Regions from separate parts of the Arachis hypogaea genome. Here region 2 is linked to region 1. Evidence: chromatin contacts called from public Hi-C data. All regions are on one chromosome and are shown on one strand. The core of a region is the stretch at or near the end of the contact, and the rest is flanking DNA. Distances in the headings are between cores, read along the strand shown. Region 1 has its middle 9.5 kb from the start of LOC112697094. Region 2 holds the start of LOC112697113 (cytokinin dehydrogenase 2).

Region 1 (3,489 bases), core at 493-2,992:
ATTCACTCAATTTATTTAATTAGGTACATTGCCCTAAAATTCTATATATCTGATATTGCATAAACAAATTGATATAGGTATAAATAAGAAATTAGTGTTTACCCAATTTATATTTGACTAGGTTCACTCCATAGATTTTCAACCACTAAGTAGTGTTTACCCAATTTAACAAGAAAATCCTTTCAAGATTATGAATACAAAACAAAAAACTGTACAAATGATATTTGAAATAAATATTTGTCTTTTCTCCAAGTCTAACTCTCTTTGTCTTTTCTCTCAATGATTTTTTCTCAATTCCTCATATTTAATGCCTTTTTTTTTATCAAAATAAAGAAAGATAAAATTAAGAAAGTTGAATATTCAATAGAGAACCATAAAAGAGAAGAAGGTATAGTTTTATAAGCTGTGAAAATTCAAACTTTGTACTCTCACTTCTTGGATTAATCTCTAGCTGTTTACCATTTAATAGAAGAGTAAAGTTTTTAAAACTTAAAACTTGGCTTCAGCAACTTTGAATTCTTCTTTCCCAAATATCAGTAGCAACAACGATGCAGAAAAGAGATAGAGCAGTAGCATTGATTGAACTTTACATGCATTCATATCCACCATCTTCTCTTTCATCCTTTTTAGTTTCTTCAATAATCAGAACTATTCATTTGTACTTTGGCTCTAAGTTTCTTTCTTGATTCTTGATTTTTAGCAGAATTCTATAATTTTTAATTTACTAGTTTAGTACATGCAAAGAAAAAGCTTCTTTAACAATCTTCAATAAAGTATAAAAAAAAAATATTTCTCTAATATAGCTTTTAGATTTGATCTTTGCTTAGAGCTCTAACTTATTTGACTTTTTTTTTATTTGATTTTGGTAACCTATTTTTTTATTTTTGATTTGAACCCTAATAAAATTTTTCTTTCTTTGCTTTACTTTTTGAAATATTTCACGTGGCTAAAAGAGAAGAGAGAGACAAAAAAATATATATATAGAACTAGTTTGGTTACTTTATGTTTTGGTTCAGATGAAAGTAAATCTTCCTTTCCTTGATGGTAACTATTTTCATGGGCTATGAATGAGTTGCATGATATGAACATGAATTTGGCTCATTATTGGAGTTTGTTTGCTTGTTATTGAGGCTGTTTGGTTTCTGTAAATTTTTGTACAATAAACAAACCTAATCGCACGCATCCAAAAAAAAAAAAACCAAACCTAATCACACACATACATAATTAGATTTTAACCCAATAATAATGTTTAATTATTATCAATTAATTTATTATTTTTTTAAATTCAATACTTATATTTTAATATATTTAATTTAATAATTAATTTTTAATATACATGTATTATATTTGTTAAATAAAATTTAATAGCACACAATATTTATGAGTTAATTTTTTGGGTTATCTGCAGTATTTTTTAGTTCGACAGGTTAATGACTAATCCATTATAGATATGAGCTTTATTTAAGGGTCTGCGCTGGTCAATGGACTGTTGTGTGTATAAGACAGGTTTAAACACTCCACACTTACTTAAGCGAACGAACGAGGAGTTTATGAGTTTTTTTCTTTAGAAAACTCTTTTTGGACCTTATTTTAGTAATTAGTTTTTTATAAGCCCATGTTTTACAAGTATTGTACTTAAAAATTTGGGCTCGCTTAGTTGATTTCTGGATCCACCCGTGGCTGGATACTTGATATGCATATACCCAAATATATATAAACCAATTGGTTGACCATGAAAAAGGCCATAACAAAAATTAAAGAAATCCATTCGGAGCCACTCTTAAATTAATCCCACTAGATCCACTCCATTATTAACCAAAAAAAAAATCCAATTAAGAAAAAAAAGACTCCTAAGTCCTAATGTCACTTATTACTATCCACTTTCACTATATAGAAAATTATGAAAATGAGAAACAATACGAAAAATAAATCGTCTCAATATTTATCTCTTAATTGATGATATTAAGTGTAATTTATTATACAGTATATCTTTTCTCACATATTTTTTTTTATCTCACTATAGGACGAAGTGAGATAAAAAAAGAAAAATTGAAAGGATCTATTTTCTATGTAGAGAATCACATATCTGATCGACAATCTGCATGGATTGAGTTTCACTATAGGCAAGCTGTAATGTTTTGTTATAAGTTCAACAATGTAGGGAAGAAGATGGTGAATGTTTTAATTAAGTTTGGCTGTATGTACATACAAAATCATCACGCATGAAAATAAATAACAAGGGACCAGCACTTTACTAGCTTGAATTTAATTAATACATGTCAAGGGTATGTAGTAGGCTCTCTCATTTTAGAAGAAACCAGCAAAGAATCTTTGAATAATCGATTTGTTTGAAAGTGACTTTATATACCTATAGCATGGTCCAAACCGCTCAAGCTACATACATAGATCCACCATTTTCTTTCTCATGAAAATTAGATCATATCATGTGTTACGTGTAATTAAGTTTATCGTATTTGATTAAACGACTATGTTATGTATATATTAAAATCAGTCACTAAAATTAATTACTAATATATATATTAAAAATAAATTAAACTATGCATATATTTATATACAAATATATTAATAGTTAATTTTAGTATATAAATAATATTTTTATTAATTAAAAGTAGTTAACGTCCACACACGGGAAAGGAATTAAGAGAGCTATATATATATATATATATATATATATATATATATATATATATATATATATATATATATATATATATATATATATAGCTAGGTTCTTTATTGCATTAACATATAAATAATCATCATAAAATGAACAAGCAAAACAAAATACGAAAGCTAGAACTTAATGCACGGCAACATTATAACGTCTCTAATACTAATTTTAAGTTTAATTTCATTTTAAATCTCATAAAATAATTTATTTGTAATGTTAAGACTATATATCATAAATAAATAATGACCTTAAACTAAAAGTGATATTTAATATTCTAATTTTTTATATTAATTTAATTAAAATTTTATATTATTTTTAATAATGTTATTAGTTTTATATCAAGATGATACTATATTTATAAAATATCACTGGTTTTATTTTATTTATCAATTTCAATACAAATTTTAATTTTAAATTAGTTTACTTTTTAACAATACAAAAAATGATACTCCAAAAAAATTTATTGGAGTTGCTCTTATATTATCCATCATTTTAATTAATTTCGTGCTTGTGTATTTATATCTTTATGGAAACGATTCCTCACTTTCAGTCTGTAGCTATGAACGGAAAAATGTGACGTGATCTATCTAATATCTTTATTTATTAACCCTAGTTTCAAAAGTTTGTCTAAGGAAAAAATAAACATAATAATAATAACAACAAAACCCTAGTTCAAAAGGAATTTGGCAATGATAGACAAGATATTAACTTAATTGTACTGTATTCATAAAACTATTATGTAAAGTGTATACTAAAATTAATTTTCAGAATAAAATATATATTAAAATATAAAATAT
Region 2 (3,489 bases), core at 536-3,035, 100 kb before region 1:
AGTTAGATAGTATATATGAATATACTATGTTAATAATTTAATTAGACTAATTTTTAAGATCCATTATTTATATTATTCAACAAATTTATTGTCTACTTAGTATTCTCCTTTTCACATATATGCGTGCACAAATGTAAATCCTCTTGCTCTAAGGTATATATACTATATGCTTGATAATAATCTTGATTGATTTGTTGACTTTGAGATATTAAACTACAAAAAATGTGACTTTTAAGTTGTATGCATAACGATGTGGACTAATCTTTTTCACACTTCTTTTTCAATAAAAAATATTAAAACGATCTCCAGCATTTGACTATAATTTTTTAAAACTCCGCGTGGAAGGATAAACAACTATAACTAATTAAATTACAAAAACTAAACTATAACTTTTACTAATCAATAAAACAAGGGAATTAGTCAAAATGAAGTAGATATATATCCGAACTCTGGACAAGTTATTGCCATTCAAGAGAAAATATAATATAATATAATATAATAACAACTAATCAATACATAATTATATATATATATATATATATATATATATATATATATATATATATATATATATATGATGGATATGATGAAAGATGTCAAGAACGACAGAGTATGAAAAATTAGTTCTAGAAAATAAGAAGCAGCAAAAAATTTATAAGACGATGGATTTATTAATTGAATATTCAAAAATTTCTTTTCACTTCAATTTTTTTTGAAATTTTTTAATAGGCGAAAACTCTTGGCGGTGGCCAACAAAAGAAAATGCAAAATAACAGGTGAAGAAAAATTCCAAGTCGGCCAAGTATGCATGGTTGCATCATGCAAATGACAGAATAACAAGAATACAATTATTGTTTGTTGTTTCTATTATATCCTTGCAGCTATATTCTTTTAGCTTACTACAACAAAATGAATTTTCTTAGTATTTTAATGGAACATTTTTCTATAAGTATTCATTATGAGAATTAAAAAAATTATCACTCCATAACTTATCATTATAAAATATTATGTTTATTGATATACTTGGTCATCTTTAAATTTAAAAAATAAAAATATTATGTACACACTAAAATTTAATTACTAAATTAATTATTATATATTTATATATAAATATAAATTATTTAATTTATTTTTAATGTATACTTTATATTTTAATATATATTTTATATATTAATGACTGATTCTTTTGGATATTGTTTAAAAAAATAATATTAACAAAAGTTTTATTATGTTATAATGAATAAAAAATATTAAAAGTTAATGTATTCACTAAAACAATGTCATAAAATTATTGTATCCTAAAAATTTAAGTTCATAAAAAAAACAATATAAATAATTGTATTTTTTAATTTTTTGGACATAAAACTTTGAGGTTATGTCATAAAATTATTTTTCTTAAAAACTTAAAATAAGAGAAAAAAGACAATGTAAATTATTATATCTCTAATAAATAAAAAATTGAATATTTTAGCCCCTCGAATCAAACCAATTTGATATTCGATCAAATTGATTTGTTTCAGATATGTTGAGGAAAACAAATTAAAACTAAAGTTAAACTAGTCTAATTAAATGTTATTCCATTTATATATTTAGATTTACTTTTCATTAAAAGATAGTCCAAATCAGCCGCCGGTTTATACTTCTAAACAAAAAAAACAGCGGGCATATCATTACAAGTTTCTTAACAACCACTGTCTTTTTTATTCACTTAAATTTGAAAAACGGGTCCAAAATAGACACTCAGTTAAATAATATAAAAATAACGTTATGTACCCTGATTTCTTATACTTCCTCGCCACGGAGTAGCTAGCTCAGTGTATAAATAGCACACAACCTATGTACCCAATAATCCACAGAAATCAGAGTTAGTGCTCTTACACACTTATATACATTACTCAAAGCATATGTATTAAGTAAAAATAGCACACAAAAATGGCAAGGTTTTCTATACTTGATAAAAATGGTTTTATGTTGGTTCTTTTATTATGTCTAGAAACTACTAGTATGCTCACAAATGCAGAAATATCCACAGATCTATGTCCAATATTATTTCATGCACCCACACCCATCACACTATCCAATAAATTTGCTTGTGACAATACTACCCTTACACTTGCCTCAACCGATTACGGTTTTGTGATTAACGAAAAGCCGTTAGCGGTTCTTGAACCAACTTCCACGCACGACATAACAGAACTGATAAAGCTGTCAAATTCCCTTCCTACCCCTATCCCAATAGCAGCTAGAGGGCAAGCACACTCGGTGTACGGACAAGCGATGGCGCGTGAGGGGATAGTGGTGAACATGACGCATCTAAACGGTTACAGACACGGGAAGGGGGTTGTTATATTTCGCGATGAGAAGGATCCATGGAATTCTTATGCTGACGTGGGCGGGGAGCAGGTGTGGAACGATGTGTTGCATGCCGCACTGGAATATGGACTCACACCACTCTCGTTTACTGATAGTTTGGGCACTTCGGTTGCCGGAACCCTCGTCAATGCCGGAGTTGGTGGCCAAGTATTCAAATACGGCCCTCAGATCTCTAATGTTTATGAACTCGATGTTATTACTGGTATGCATTCCTATTATTCCCTATGCCTTTGTTTATGAGACACTGGTAAAAATAGAGCAATGATAGGGCCAGCAATTTTTGTGATTGTTAGCTATCAATTAGCCATCAATGATGATTTGATGGTGTGAGATTGGTGTGAGATTTTATCCAATGACTCATCTTTCTCTGCTGATTACATGCTGGCTAAAATTCAATAAAACTGCTAGCCCCTAAATTTTTCCGTAAAAATATACAGAGACATAACATTGTACATAAAAATATAGTGAAAATTTAGGCACAGTCCACTTCACGTGAAGTTGATAGCTGAGAGCTCCGTTAAATAAAAATGTAGTTAATCAGTAAAATTATTTAACTGCTCTCAATTATCAACTTCACGTGAAGTGGGCTGTATTTGAATTTCTACCTAAAAATATTGTATTTAGTGGTATTAAATTAATATATTTTAGATTTTTTATAAAAAATACAAAAATATTAAAAGAGGTAATTTTTTATTAATTTTTTATAATTATATTTTTTTAAATTTTTTGTAGAATAAAATAATAAAAAATATCTCTAAATTTACACTTCGAATTAATTCTTAAAAAAATATACCAATAAAATTTGTTATGATAGCAGATATGATATGTTATCTCTAAATTAACTCTTATGATTATAGTATAAATTTTTAATTTGAACTAATTTATTCACTTTTTATCGTAAAAGACATTATTGATATTTTTATTTTTTCAAAAAATAATATTAAAATATAAATTTTCAGGAATTTATTTGTTATTTTATTTTTTTATAAAAAATAAAATAAAATATATTTTTAATTTATTTTAATTTATCACTAAATAAAATATAAAAAATATTAATTTTTACTTTTTATGTTTTATTTTTAATATGTTATCTTATTATTTTTTTATAATTATTTT

Evidence for each region. Hi-C and Micro-C count contacts between places; a contact is called where the count stands out from the background.
Region 2: a contact with region 1 is called in a Hi-C map of leaf, with 2.1 times the contacts expected there. The contact joins the promoter of LOC112697113 here to the enhancer-like site in region 1. A contact is called at or near these places in 3 of 8 Hi-C or Micro-C datasets (leaf and an unstated tissue).

The regions. Positions count from the first base shown.
Region 1 is chr1:94,887,489-94,890,977 of arahy.Tifrunner.gnm2.J5K5, reverse strand. No RefSeq gene overlaps it. Among protein-coding and RNA genes, the nearest start is that of LOC112697094, 9.5 kb to the right of the region's middle. Within about 2 kb of position 1,742, at least 3 of the 3 cell types and tissues checked have open chromatin away from gene starts, as enhancers often do.
Region 2 is chr1:94,990,104-94,993,592 of arahy.Tifrunner.gnm2.J5K5, reverse strand. LOC112697113 (cytokinin dehydrogenase 2) reads left to right here and starts at 1,785. Exons shown (of 5, transcript XM_025750134.3): 1 at 1,785-2,575. The coding sequence starts at 1,933. It overlaps LOC112776776 (a long non-coding RNA gene), which reads right to left and starts at 101. Exons shown (of 3, transcript XR_003190186.2): 1 at 1-101.